4 separate regions of the Mus musculus genome follow, and regions 2, 3 and 4 are each linked to region 1. Evidence: chromatin contacts called from public HiChIP or PLAC-seq and promoter capture Hi-C data. All regions are on one chromosome and are shown on one strand. Each heading gives the region's core, a stretch centred on a gene start, on an enhancer-like site or on the middle of the called end of the contact. The rest is flanking DNA. Distances are from core to core; before and after follow the strand shown. Region 1 holds the start of 1700092K14Rik (RIKEN cDNA 1700092K14 gene). Region 2 holds the start of Ttyh2 (tweety family member 2). Region 3 overlaps Gm39472 (a long non-coding RNA gene). Region 4 overlaps Sdk2 (sidekick cell adhesion molecule 2).

Evidence for each region. Promoter capture Hi-C pulls out the DNA fragments that hold promoters and counts their contacts. HiChIP or PLAC-seq counts read pairs in DNA pulled down with a chosen protein or histone mark.
Region 2: an H3K4me3 HiChIP or PLAC-seq map of forebrain shows a contact between it and region 1, with 3 times the contacts expected there. The contact joins the promoter of Ttyh2 here to the promoter of 1700092K14Rik in region 1. A contact is called at or near these places in 1 of 39 promoter capture datasets (neural stem cells), 11 of 115 datasets of contacts at active chromatin or transcription factors (the SCID.adh cell line, T-cell acute lymphoblastic leukemia, astrocytes and 8 more) and 1 of 9 other capture datasets (embryonic stem cells).
Region 3: an H3K27ac HiChIP or PLAC-seq map of VIP interneurons shows a contact between it and region 1, with 5 times the contacts expected there. The contact joins the enhancer-like site here to the promoter of 1700092K14Rik in region 1. A contact is called at or near these places in 3 of 39 promoter capture datasets (the HPC-7 cell line, cranial neural crest and liver) and 2 of 115 datasets of contacts at active chromatin or transcription factors (VIP interneurons and embryonic stem cells).
Region 4: a contact with region 1 is called in a promoter capture Hi-C map of cranial neural crest, with 6 times the contacts expected there. The contact joins the enhancer-like site here to the promoter of 1700092K14Rik in region 1. A contact is called at or near these places in 8 of 39 promoter capture datasets (the HPC-7 cell line, cranial neural crest, embryonic stem cells and 4 more), 2 of 484 Hi-C or Micro-C datasets (the HPC-7 cell line and embryonic stem cells) and 1 of 9 other capture datasets (embryonic stem cells).

Annotation. Positions count from the first base shown.
Region 1 is chr11:114,196,400-114,199,891 of GRCm38.p6, reverse strand. 1700092K14Rik (RIKEN cDNA 1700092K14 gene) reads right to left here and starts at 1,634. Exons shown (of 3, transcript NR_045930.1): 1 at 1,569-1,634; 2 at 1,015-1,166; 3 at 693-869.
Region 2 is chr11:114,674,100-114,677,346 of GRCm38.p6, reverse strand. Ttyh2 (tweety family member 2) reads right to left here and starts at 1,879. Exons shown (of 14, transcript NM_053273.2): 1 at 1,675-1,879. The coding sequence starts at 1,803.
Region 3 is chr11:114,495,765-114,499,098 of GRCm38.p6, reverse strand. The region is part of intron 1 of Gm39472 (a long non-coding RNA gene); the gene reads right to left. Among named protein-coding and RNA genes, the nearest start is that of Gm39472, 8.2 kb to the right of the region's middle. Within about 2 kb of position 2,043, at least 8 of the 459 cell types and tissues checked have an H3K27ac peak or open chromatin away from gene starts, as enhancers often do. A contact at or near this core is called in VIP interneurons, where this site is marked.
Region 4 is chr11:113,847,464-113,850,928 of GRCm38.p6, reverse strand. Sdk2 (sidekick cell adhesion molecule 2) reads left to right here. Exons shown (of 45, transcript NM_172800.3): 18 at 1-33. Among named protein-coding and RNA genes, the nearest start is that of Gm51930, 45 kb to the right of the region's middle. Within about 2 kb of position 1,393, at least 5 of the 459 cell types and tissues checked have an H3K27ac peak or open chromatin away from gene starts, as enhancers often do.

The sequences.
Region 1 (3,492 bases), core at 385-2,884:
TTACACAGGCCCCATGCAGGAACATTTATAAGATGGTTGGCTTCTCTATCTAGAATGGAGGACAGGTGGTCTGGGAGAGGGACTCTCACCCGGATGCATGTCCATCCCTCCACTTACCATCTAAAAGGTGCACATAACAGGGCATGGGAATGGAGGGTCTTAGCTTGGGGACTGAGTTCAAGCCCCTTGGTTGCTTCCTGACCCTATTCTCACTTCAATGCTCTCTTGAACAACCAGGCCACTCAAGATTGCATGGATTCAGTTTCCTTTTGGAGAATTTTGAAAAGCTTTACTACACATATTTGTGTGTGTCAGTGTGCATACCAGCATCTGCATGTGGAGGTCAGAGGACAACAGGCAGGAGTCAGTTCTCCTATGTGGCTCCAGGGGATCGAACTCAGGGAGTAAGTCTTGTCTGCAAGCATCTTTACCCACTGAGCCAGCTCTCCAGCCCATCCTCAGGGGATTATGAGAAGGAAGGCAGTTAGCCAGCCCAAGAAATGTGAGAAGAGCTCCTGCAGCTGCCTCACTGAAGCTTGTCTTCATAGGGCTGAGTTACTCTCATATCCCCAGCTCATCAAAAACACCCCAGTGGGGCCCCTGCCATCCTCCCTCCTGCCATCACCCATAAGATCACAGGACGAGATAGGTGGAGGGACCGGCAAAGCAAACCGTCAGGGTCAGGGCGAGCTCCTCAGTAACTTCTTATTTATTGGCCTCCTCCAGTCTCGCGGTTGCTGGTTGTGCTCAATATTTTATTCTTGTTGTACCTGCTCCGAAGCGGAGCTGCGGGCAGTTTTGATAAATGGATTGAAAGGAAGTTTTGTCTGGTTTTGCTGAAGCTTCTGTAAGTGCCTCTGGATCTTGGGCTGAAATGATATTTCCCCAGCTTCCTGCTGTGATCTCGCTCCCGGGCGGCTCTTCTCCTCCCCGCTCTCCCTGGGCACTCTGCCTCCCAACCCCCATGCACGCATGCACATACACGTGCAAGGAGGCACAGATCTGTATACTCACTCAGGACCACTCAAGGTACCAGTGTGGAAGGGAGCAGAGTGTGTGTCCCTATGGACCGGCAAGCCCATACTACAGTCTTGTGCACAGACATGCCCTCGGTGCACACGAAGGCAGACACACATGCTGTCCTCTCTGAGTTCAGCCAGCCCGATCTGCAGGGAAGCCCTTGATGAGCATGGGTAGAGATGAGCAGATCCCAAGAAGGAAGAAGCCTGGAACTCTGATGATCTCTGCTGGAGCCCTGCCCCCAGCTGCTGGATTCCTCCAGCCTTCCTCCTCCGCCTGCCTGCAGGCCTTGGAGGCCCCACTGGGCCAGCTGGAAGCTTTATCCAACCACATCTGAAACAGCTCAGGAGCTGTGCCTGGCCGCCAGCCGTTTCCATAAATAACTTGCTGAGCCTGGCTCCTTGCCCTTCTGGTGATGTCATTGGCGTGGGCCCAGTGATGAAGTCATAGGCTTCCCTTCCCTGAGCCCTCCCTTTGGGTGGAGCGAGACACCCCTTCTTCCCCCTTCACAGAACCATTACTGAGAAATTTCACCTGTCTGTCCTCACCTCTTCCTGTTCCCACCACTCCAGGTATTGGATACAGGCTTTCCACCATCTGGACCAACTAACTGTGATGGTGCCAGACAGCATCTTGTCTCCCCATTGTCAGTTACTGAGCCGCCTCCCAACTTTGCCATCTCCTTGGATATTGTTTCCAGGTAACAACAGACTTTTAAGTTTCAAGGGTGGCAGAGAAAGGTTGGCATCTTGATGATGCTCTACACAAGCTTCTCCAGCTGTGTGACATCAGACAAAATACCTCACCTCTCTGTGCCTCTGTTTTCTCATCTTTAAACTGAAGACAGTAAAGAAAGCTATCCCAGGACTGCCTAAGTCTTCCGTGGGCTCACAGAGCTTGAAGTGTCGATACACTGGACAGGCCCGTCATATGAACCACATTTCCACAAGCGCCTAGTTTTGTATGTTTTCTGCTCTGTGACTGCGGTCTTCTCTGTGGTGTTCATGTCTGGAGCCAGGGAGCCATCTCAGTCTCCTTGACACATTTCTTGCTATGTAGCCAAGGATAACCTGGAACTTCTGACCCTTCCACCTCGAGAATGCTGGAACTGCAGGTGTGAGCAGACGCTGGAAGAACCAGGGGAGGGGGGCACGGTGGGAACTGGTGGGAGCAGCTCTGAGGTGCTCAAGCCCCACCTGCCCTCACCCTCTGGACAGAAGGAAGTGACCTTCCTCCTCAGACAATCTCAAGGAAGTCCGGGATTGTTCTTATTTTCTATAGGAAGAAACTGAGGCAGGCTGGAGAGATGGCTCAGGCAGTGAAGGCTTGCCATGTAAGCAGGAGAACTTTAGTTCAATGCCCAGAACCTACAAAACTACAAAGAACCCAGCTCAGTGTCATGTTCTCTTAATCCCAACACTGGGGAGATGGAGTTAAGTAGAACCCTTCTGGAGGCCCATTGGCCACCCAGCCTAGGCTAACCAGCAAGCCCTGGGCCAAACAGAAGCTGTCTCAAAACCAGGAGCTAGCTTGGCCATTAAAGGCCAAGGTGTCCCTCTGTCCTCTCCCTTCTTCTCTCTTCTCTTACCTCTCCCCCACCTCTCTCTCTCACACACACACACCACACACACACACACACACACACACACACACACGAGAGAGAGAGAGAGAGAGAGAGAGAGAGAGAGGTGGAGGCAGAGAGATCAAACATCTTACTACCAGGACAAACAACAACGGCATCCTAAGACACCCATGGACCTGCCCAGAACCCTTGCCTGATTTCCAGATGTGTGCGCTGGAAGAGTTCACAGGAGACTGTGTCTTTGAACTCGGTGGCAGAGGTGAGCCTTGGCTTCTGTGTCCCATGCGGTGGCCACGGAGCCCCAGGAACTGGGTCAGCGAGATACACACCGGGTTTTGGTGATTTTGTATAGGAAAGGGAATGCAGGAGAGCTTATGAATAATTCCTTGGGATTCATTATGCGTTGAGTTGATAATGTTTTTCGTGTGTTGAGCCAACTAAGGGATGCTATTACCGATGGTTTCACCTGCTTCCTTTTGCTTTTATGAGCTGGTTATCAGAGATTTAAAACCACATGCGTGGATCCTATTAGATTTCTCTTGGGCGCCTCTATTCTGGTGCCTGACTGAGTTCTGAAGAGAGTTCACTGATCTTCCCATGCCTGGGTTCTGACCCAGTTAGCATAGTGCCTTCAAAACGAGGGCTGCTGCCTCCTGCCAAAGTAGCCACCCGTCCCTGCTCTGGGGTCATGAAGGGACAGTGCAGCTGAACAGGTATGACTGCTTGAGCTCCTCTTCCTGTGGGATCCAGAACCCTGAATTTGGCCTTCCATACTTGGGAGAGAACCTTAAGGTTGTCCAAGTACCACAAGAGTGCTAGGCCAGGAGTCAAGGCCATACCTAGTGGCCTTACTGTCTAGATTCCATGCTATTCCTCACTGGCCCTGAAGC
Region 2 (3,247 bases), core at 630-3,129, 480 kb before region 1:
ACCATGAGTGGGACTCACCAGCACCACACACCTGCCTATCCCTAGACTGGGGTGGGTGGGGTCAGGCTCAGGCTGTGGGGGTGAGGGAGAGCCCGAGTCAACCCCTTCCAAGCCAGAGGTCCCTTGACCCAGCTGAGGGGCTAGATTTCTTCCAGGAGAGAGGAGAAAATATGGTTGGGACCCAGGGCTCTCTCCACACCCCCAACACAGCTGTTCGGAAACCATATCCGTCCCCTTTTAAGCATTAGCTGAAGGAAGACTCCCTGGTGCTTTGCCAGTAGCCACCAGGCCTCAGGGAACAAGTCTTCCTTCCAGGGCCAGACAAGACTGGGGGGGCGAGGGGGGTCGGGGGTGGGGGGGGGCGGGGGCGGCTGCAGTGCCTAGGGCTGACAGTGCCTCCAGTAGCACAAAGGGGGTCCCATCCTCCCAGAAGAACAGAAACCAACAGCCCAAGCCCGCAAGTAGTAGAGCCATTGAAAGTTATAATTAGACTCTGGGGTACTGGCTCTTCTTGGGCAGAGCACAGCACACGGTTCGGGAGCCCCTGGCCTCAGAACGAGGACAATCTGGGAGGACAAGAAGCCACTCCTGGGCAGTCTAGAGAAGCCCTGCTCAGCCAGATGCCCCACTATGGAGATTAGGACACCGTGCCAACCACTGCAGGTCAAAGTCCAACATGAGCACAGTGCTCTGAACTAATAATGGGCCTCCTCCCAAGTCGCCTCAGCCCCTGAATCTTTGACCCAGCAGAGGGAACTGACTCAGCCGGGCCGCAGAGGCCGCCGTGGGTTTAACCGCGGCTGAGATCTGCTGAGAGACCGTTGCAGGGTCTGGAAAGGAGGTCAGAAGCCTGGACCTGACCTCCAAACCCGCAAGGGAACGTCCCCCTTCATCAGGGACAGTTAAGAAGTATAAAGATAAGGAGGGTAGCTGGCCCGGGAACCAAGACCTCAGAATTTCAGAGCCTAGAAGTTTATAGGGAAGGAACACCAGAACAGACGGGGTAGATGCTGGACGTGGTGCGAGACGGGGTGGATCTGAAGCCACCTTCCATCCTGGACTCCAACAGCTGTGGGGTTTTGGCATCCAAGAGATTAGTCACCCACGCCGCTTCTTTCAGCCCCGCAGCCTTTGTGAAGAAGCCAAGGCAGAGGTATTGGCAGTGGCTGCTACCCTTCAGGCTGGGGCTGGGGCTGGGGAAAGGAGCGCAAAGGACTCCGGAGACTCAAGTCGGTTTCTGCCTAAACTTTTTCTCAGGCCATCAGGGCCGGGAGAGAAATCGTCTGGTGTCGGGAGTCTCAGAAGGGGAACTTTGCAGCACCTCTAAGCACCCACACACCTCGGCCGCCAGTCACGCCGATTCAGATGCCCCACCCCCACTGTAAGTCTTTGGAAGGCTCAGCCCCCGCCACCCGAGCGCAGCCTCCGCGTCCTTCCTCTTCTTCCCCAGTGTTTCCAGCTTTACCAACTCCGAGATTTCCAGCTAGGTCGAGCGTCCCGGCCAAGGAACCCGGGAGAGCTGAGAGGGCCCAAATGGGGACCAAGGGGGTCTGAGAAGCGCGGAGAGCGCGGGATGCCGAGGCAAGAGAGAAAGGAGTGGGACCTGGGCGAGCGCAGGCCGGCTCTGGCTCTCACTCTAAGGGTCCCTCTCCGTGGCTCGGCTCATGGGCTTACCTCCTGGTAAGTTTCGTCGCCGGGGCTGAAGGTGCTGTCTACTCGCTGCAGGCGCAGGCCGAGGTGCGGAACGCTGTGCAGCCACACGACCCACCAGGGCGCGATGTACTCCACTCGCGCCGCCGGCATGGCTTGCACAAGCTGCAGCGGGTCCACTGCCCCTGCCAACGCCGCTACCACCACTACCCGGCTCGGAAGCGACCCGGCCCCGCCTCGCCTAAACCCCGCCCCATATCCAGCCCTAGGCGAGGACACGCCCCACCATGCACGAGGCTCTGCTCAGGTCCCGCCCCCACCTCGGGCCCTGCCCCACCCCTCCTCTTGAGCCAATTCCTGGACACACACACCCACTCCAGAAATTGGGCTCAAAAACATGCCCTGATCCTTGCTATCAACATCAGAATAGTGGCCCAGGTTTGATGGTGCGTGCCTTAGGATGGTAAGGCAGAAGGATCAAGAATTCAAAGGTCTTCCTCAGGTCTGTTATGAGTTGGAGGCCAGCCTGGGCTATGTGAGACCTGATCTTAAAAAAAAGGCAAGATTTTGAAAAAAAGACTAAAGAGCCAGTGGATAATTAGTAATCATTACCTAGGAGGCTGGGCTAGTCCCTAATTCATTCTACTATTACTATTATTATTATTAATTATTCCCCAGACTGGGCCTCACTATGCTTTCTGTCCTGGAACTCATTATGTAGAGCAGCCTGGCCTTGAAGCTGGGAGCACAAGGGTCTTTTTTTTTTTTTTTTTTTTTTTTTTTTTTTTGGTTTTTCGAGACAGGGTTTCTCTGTAGTCCTGGCTGTCCTGGAACTCACTTTGTAGACCAGGCTGGCCTCGAACTCAGAAATCCGCCTGTCTCTGCCTCCCAAGTGCTGGGATTAAAGGCGTGCGCCACCACCGCCCGGCTTGCACAAGGGTCTTAAGCAGGAGGTAGGTGGTGGGCAGGTACCAGTCAACACGTTAGGTGGCAAACTCGAGAGCCAAGTCAGGGCCAGGCTTGGTTGGGCACAGCGCTGGGGAGCCAGCTGGAGGGAGGATGCTTAGTGCTGCAGGCAGAGGAAGGAAAGGAGACCCCAGAGAGGGCAGGGAGAATTTCTAACTAGGTGCTGTGGTGCCCCTAAAACAGGCACTCTTGCTCTATCAAAGAACCTTGCTAGGAGTGCTTCCCTGCTCCCTGGCCGCTAGGACTTCTCACAGTCAGCTCTGTTCTATAGTTGCTAGAGCCTGGCTGCTACATCTGCCCCGGACAGCCGAGGCACCATCAACCCCCTAACCCACCTTGTTCTCACAGATGTCTCGCTAGTCCAGGATTGTCTAGGAATCCTCCCGAGCCTAGGACACCTAGTGATGAGCAAAGTCTCTTTCCAGTTTCCTGTCTTTCCACGTGTTTAGTAGGGAGGGGAGGCTCTAAACCTCGGTGATTATAAACACGTCCAGTGCTTTTGTCCTGAGCTGGCATGAGGGTGGCTAGCTTGGGGGGTGCCTCCACAGGGAACAGTTAGGCTGATGTCTCCAGAGGATTCCATGGTGGGTAGAAATCTTGTGGGGTGAGGGACTAATGGGCAGGGGAGAAA
Region 3 (3,334 bases), core at 794-3,293, 300 kb before region 1:
CCTTTATGTCTTGCTTCCTGTCCACCCCTGCTCTGGAATGCCCCAGCACATGCTGGGGTCTTGACATTGACTTTGGAGTCCTCATTTCTCACCAGCTTCATTGTTGTTGATTTCACTGAAGGCCAAAGCCTGGTGTGGTGTCTGAGCCCAGGACTTTGGATCCATTTTGCAGTGGGGAGAAAAGTGTCTTTGATTCAGACCAGGCTCTTCGGTCCAGTTGTATGTAGAGCAATTGAGTTGTGTCTCTGTGGTGGTTAATATTAAATTGACTGGATTTGAAATCACCCATGAGACAAGAGTCTGTTAGGTGTTGCCTGCAAGCGCTTATCTAGATTAGATTAACTGAGGTGAGAGATTCAGTCTAAATGTGACCCCTGCCATGGGCTGGGGTCACATACCACATAAAAGGGGGAACATGAGGTGTGGTGGTTTGAATAGGAATGGCCCCCATAGAGTCATGTGTTTGAATGCTTGGCCATAGGCAGCGGCACTATTAGGAGGTATGGCCTCGTTGGAGGAATTACGTCACCTTGTGGGTGGGCTTTGAGGTCTCCTATGCTCAAGCTTCACCCCGTGTGGCACAGTCCCTCTGCTGCGTGTGGATCAAGCTGGGTAATCCTCGGCTCCTCCAGCATCATGTCTGCCTTGGTGCTGCCATGCTTGCCACCATGATGATAACAGACAAAGCCTCTGACATTGTAAGCCAGACCCAATGAAATGTTAGCCTTTACAAGAGTTGCCTTAGGCATGGTGTCTCTTCACAGCAGCGCGATCCAACTAAGTCATGAGTTAGGCACCAGGATTCATCTCTCTTAGCGTCTGACTTGCAGATGTCACGTGACCAGCTTCCTTATGATCTTGCCACCATGCCTTTCCTGCCATGAGAGACCGTGAATTATGAGATGGAATAAGCCCCTTTCTCTGCTAGGTTGATTGTTGTTAAGAATTCTATCCTAGCAAGAAAGATCATACTGATTTCCTTCCCTTGTTATCATAACATCCGGCTCCTCAAGGTTCTCCTCTGCAAGGTGCGGATGTTAATAATGCTTGTTACAGGTGTAGTAAGGCTCCTACGTACCACGCCCATAAGGAGCCAGGACACAGCTGTCTCCAGCACTGTTGGATGCTTCGCTTTTCTCCTAGACTCCTCCACTACCACCTGCAGGAATTTGCCAGCTGGTATCTGCAGCTCAAACACTTAGGGAAGCCGATACCCCAGGGATAGGGGTTGGCAGGTGTTGTAGTTTCATTTCTGTTGTGATAAAATGCACTGATAACAAGCAACTCAGAGCAGGAAGGGCTTATTTTCTCTCACGATTCCAAGGTTAAAGTCCATCACCTTGGGGAAGTCACGGAGGACAGAGCATGAGTCATGGTCACATCAGACCCATGCAAGAGCAGAGGGAAATGAATACACACACACACACACTCAGCTTGCTTGCTTGTGCTCGGCTCGATCTCTCCACTCTTACACAGTTCAGGAGCCCCTGCCTAGGGAATGGTGCCTCCTTCAGTGGGCTGGGTCTTCCCACATCAATTAACTGAACACAATTCCCAACAGATTTATCCACAGGCTATTTCTATATAGACAACCCACCATTAAGACTCTTTTGCTGATTGATTCTAGGTTGGGTCAAGTTGACAAATAAAGCTAACCATCAGAGTGGGTACACATGTCCACTATTGTCTTTCTGAGAGTTGCCCTTCTGGGCTCCCTAGTGGAATAGAGGCTGGTTGTCCACAGCAGTGATGCTCATCAGGTTGGCTTTTCTACTTCTACTCTGTGCTTCTGGGTGCCTGTTTACTGGCCTTGTAAGTGCATTCTCTCTCTCTCTCTCTCTCTCTCTCTCTCTCTCTCTCTCTCTCTCTCTCTCTCTCTCTGCCTAGAGTACCCATTTTACATCCGTGCGGCTCTGAGACTTTAACGAACTGGTGAACAATTACATTCAGGAGTTCAGCCAGCTGCATTCCTCCAGCTGCATCTGTTTGACCTCCATTTGGCATCACCATGGACATAGAACCTTCCCTATGGATGAGCCAAACGCTGCCAGTCCCCCAGGCGGCTGAGTCTCCACTTTCCCCAGCTAAGCTCATTCCAGCCAGGACTGGCTTTCCCAGGCTGCCACTGGGCATCTTTCACTACATTGTTAAAAACAGTTTGGACTTGGGGATTTCTCCAGCTAATGAGGTGGACACAGACTGTCACAATGAAGAGGTGACTGAGCTTGAAGACTATAGCTTGTGAAGTGGTCAGTGACTTTCATCCCATCCCTGTCAGAAGGCCATAGCTGAGGCCTGCACATGGCAGATTCAATGTGTCTGTCAAGGGGTTGGATGCAGAAGTCCCAGATAAGCAGACCGAGACCTGTAAAACACCCTCAAGAGCTCACCTAGAGGCAGTGGACTGGGTCATGTTTGTAGAGCCCAGTTCATAGTGAAGACACACAATTGTTATGTTTAAAATGTGTCTTTTGAAAATTCCTCCCCGGGGGGAACCAGTGAATTCGTGAGCTTATTTACAGAACATGAGTGAGAAGTTAATGACAGAGCACAGGTGACCTCAAAGCAGCCACATTGGAAAGCTACCAGCAGTATGGATGCTTCCTCCATAGCTACATAGATGGAGTCCTTTTCCATTAATCTTCCTCAGTGTGCATGCATGCACGCACGTGTGCACACACACACACCCTCCTGAGACCCTCAGAACTAAATGCAATCAAGGCAGAACTGCATTAAAAAGGCTGGGAGGAGCTGCTGGAAACTCAGGTGAGGGTCCAATAACCCTGCCCACCCATTCCTTCTGAATGCTGACGGATCCTTTAGAGCAGGCAAGGCTGAGCTGATGAAGATGGTGACTTCTTGCTCAGAGGACAGAGTTCTACCACAAAGCAGAAAGCAAGCCTTCGCCTTTCTCTTGTGGTCTGGCTCTCTTGGTCTCTCACATTGCGTTCTTGGCTGTAAATTGGTTTTTGGTAGCAAGGGACTGCGTGAGAGGTCAGTGCAGTCTTCGAGGGTGCTTGGGGGAAGGTGGGACACACATATCCTGACCCTATGACATCTTGCACTCCCTGGGTCAGGAACACAGATAGCATCACAGCTGTAGGGAAAGGAGGGCAAGCTTCTGAGAATCATCCAGGGAGCTGGGAACTCAAGGTGGCGCAACACATGGAGCTGAGGGCTCCCTGTGAACACATGAGTGAGGGACCCTGCATGGTTGCCTGCTCTAGTGTCTACAAAGCTGGTCTTGGCAGCATGCCACAGGAGCATAGCCCAAGTCGCTCCAGCTCCTTGTTGCCAGTCGGTTTTCCTTTGCACATACAAGATCCGCTGGGCT
Region 4 (3,465 bases), core at 144-2,643, 350 kb after region 1:
CAGTTCATCAACGGCATCAACCAGGGCTACAAGGTAGATGAGGGTCTCTTCTCTCCTTGAAAGGAAGCCAGGAGGAGCTCAGGGTGTTAGGGCTGAGGGGTGGGGTGGGGGGCTCCAGGGAAGAGCAGTAAAATCACTGTGGGCTTCTGAAACCAGACTCCAGCAGACAGAGGTCACAGATAAAAGCAGGGGACACCCCGCCCCCAGTGACTTTCAAGGTTACATAGAAGATTCTGGGAGAGCACACTGTGCCCCAGCTGTCACCAGAAAGAGGCTGTCCTCAGCAACTCCAGCCACAAACAAGGCGTGGACTCCTGGCCATTGAGGTAGTCCATCAAAACAATGCCCCAGTCACTCACTCCTTACCTCTATGGTATGACTGTCACATGCCACTGGCTGTACTTGACCCCAAACACAGTGAGGGTAAAGCCTCGGGATTAGGACAGAGTTGAACTACAAACCCCAGCTTGCCTCTTGTCGACTAATGTCTTAGATTAGAGTGTGGATGTCACTCTCTCTCCTTATATGTTCATGAGTATCTGTGGTCTCATCCCCTCTTCTTGCAAAAGTGCCAGTCACACTGGGCTAGGGCCTGTCCCTGATGACATCACTCAACTTTAAGCAGCACTTTAAGGGCCCAAGTTCCAAACACTCTGGGAGTCCAGCTTAAAACTTCGGCACATGAGTTCAGTACAGACACGGTCTAGCCAATGACTAATAGAAGCGTCTGAGCTGTAGCCATACGAATGCTGGCTGGGTTGTCTGGCCAGTTTAACTGCTGGGCATCAGGACTTCTCAGTCCTCCTGTCCTGCATCCCAGGCCTGGGGTCCCCTACTCCTCCCACAAGGAGGCCTGCTGTCCTCTGAGAGAACTGAAGACACACCAGGTAGCATAGGCCAACGCCATGTTTGGAAGCTTCTGACCTCAGCAGGAGGTAGGTAGACAGATGTCACAGGGTCATTTCCAGGTGTGAAAAAAAAAAAAGAAGCAGAGGATTTAAGGGGCTGGAAAGCCAGGAGAAAGGAGAGAAAATTACAAACTCTGGGGTTTAGCTCAGGGTCCAGTGATAGCAAGGTGACAACTGCCATATCCCTGAGTCCTCTGCCCCGAGGCTGCACATGTACCACAAGGACAAGCGTCTGCACCGTTACGACTTGGTAGCTTGGGAGGCTGGAGAGGAAAGGAGTGAGATTATTTTGCAAAAAGAATCTTCTACTTGTGTTAGAAGCAACCTAGAGACCAGAGCTGGAGCCACTGGGCCACAGCACTTTCAATCCCACGAAGGCAGAGAGCACGGGCCAAAAAGAATCTTCCTGGGATAGGGGCTGTAGCCCAAGCTTGCAGTTGCTGACTGGCTGGAAAAAAAGCTGCTAATTGGGACTCGGGGGAGGGAAGGAGGTCTGCATGGCCATGGAACACAGAGGCCGAGCTGGGAACAATTAGCTTCTGGCTGCCAAGCCTAAGCACAAGTTTTATTCTACATGTGGGAGGGACGAGCTACAAGCTTCTAAGATGAAAAGCCCTCCAAGGGCTGAAAGGCCACCAAGTGGCCAGGACAACTAGGGCAATAGCCTGCGGTGACCCAGAACAAGAAGATACCGCAGAAGCCCCCCAACCCTGCTTCATCCCAACTTTCTCCTGTACTCAGGAGCTGTGTAGATGGGCCAGTGACCGTCAGCTGCCTGATATTTTGAGCATACAACAAACTCATGGGGCAGCAATAGCGTATTGTCACACTAATGGGGGCTTACCCAATACCAGGCAACCAGCTACATCCTCTGCTCATTCTCTCGTGCAAGTGCCTGTGAACTTCTGATCCTCCTGCCTCCACTTTCCAGGTCCTAGGTTTATAACATCTAGTCTATGTAGTCCTGGGGATTGAACCCAGGGCTTCAGGCACACCAGGCGAGCACTCTACCAACTGAGCTATACTCTCATCCCTGTGTTTTATTGTAAACTGATACCTTCAGCTTGTTTTCGGTTTTGTTTTGAAGTACAAGTGAATCAAAGTTGAGGTCTTTTCTCTTCGCTTCGTTAGCCTTCAGAATAGGGGGATGCAATGGTTGTCCCATCTGTACATGTGATCAGATAGAATATCCTTTAAGTTGTTAGAATGTTCGGACATCTACACAAGTTGGGGGGAAGACTCAAATGTCCACCTTACACCCATCTCCAGCTTCAACGTGACCAAGTGGCAGTCTCCTCCTCCTCCTGGCAGTCTCCACCTCCTCCGAGCTCCTCCCAGCCCTTAGCCCATCCTGAGCAACTTGCCGAAGTGAATCTCAGGCAGTTCATCACACCGTCTGTAAATGTCCTTGTAGAGAAAGAGTCTCTACAAGCTCTCTCTATTAAAAACAACCATACCTAAAAATGTCAACCATCCCATCATTATGCGTCCTGCCAGCCTTTGGATTTCTTTGATTGCCTCCCAACCACTTCCTGCGACTGACTGATTTATGTGTTCTTAGATCTAGATGAAGGCCGTGGGTTAAAGTCTCCACTGATCTTAGAGTCTCCCCATCCCATTCTCTCTCTCTCTCTCTCTCTCTCTCTCTCTCTCTCTCTCTCTCTCTCTCTCTCCCCTTCCTCCCTCCTTCCTCTCTCTCTCTCCTCTCTCTCTCTCCCTTCTCTCTCTCTCTCCCCCTGTCTCTCTCTCTCTCTCTCTCTCTCTCTCTCTCTCTCTCCCTCCCTTCCCTTCCTCTCTCTCTCCTCATGATTTATTTGGTGAAGAAACTTAGTCATTCATCCCATGCATTTTCCACAGCCCTGAATTTTGCTGATTGCCTCCCTACGGGGTCATTTAACTCGATCCTCTGAGTACTATATCTGCACACAATTGGAATGTAGAGCCAGTGGCCAACTGGATTCAAGTTTGTTTGATTACCTTTTCTGCAGGGAGGTGGGGGTCCCTCGGTGATGCTGTGTGTTGACATCCGAAGGTGCAAAGTTTGATTGTCTCTTTAACTGTGAACCTGGTGGCCGTGAACAGCCCTTTGTAGGGGTTGTGATTTTTTAATAGGAGTTACAAACTGAGGGTGGAAATTTTATTCTTGATTAGCTAAAATGCCTTCAGGAAGGAAGAAATGAGGTGGGAAAAGAGGGAGGGATGGAGAGAGGGAGAGAGGGGGAAGAAAGGAGGATGGGAGGAAGAAGGGAGGGGGGGAGGGAGGGGGAGGGAGGGAAGGAAGCCAAGAGACAGGAAGGAAAATGATATTTTCCTTTGTCTGTTTTCTACTATCTGAACTCTGGGTTTATTAGGAAAAAGATTTAAAACTCTTTTCCATAGCTTCTCAATTCTTAGCATCATAAGTAGCTCCCTAGCATCTAAGGTGACAGCTAAGTTTGGGTTGGAGATGTCTTTGGCTCCATTTTGCTTTTAGCAATGTCGTTATGAACTTAAGGATCTCTAAATACATCTGCTGTGCTCCATTCCGCTGTTGTTATTAGCCCTATTATTGACAGAT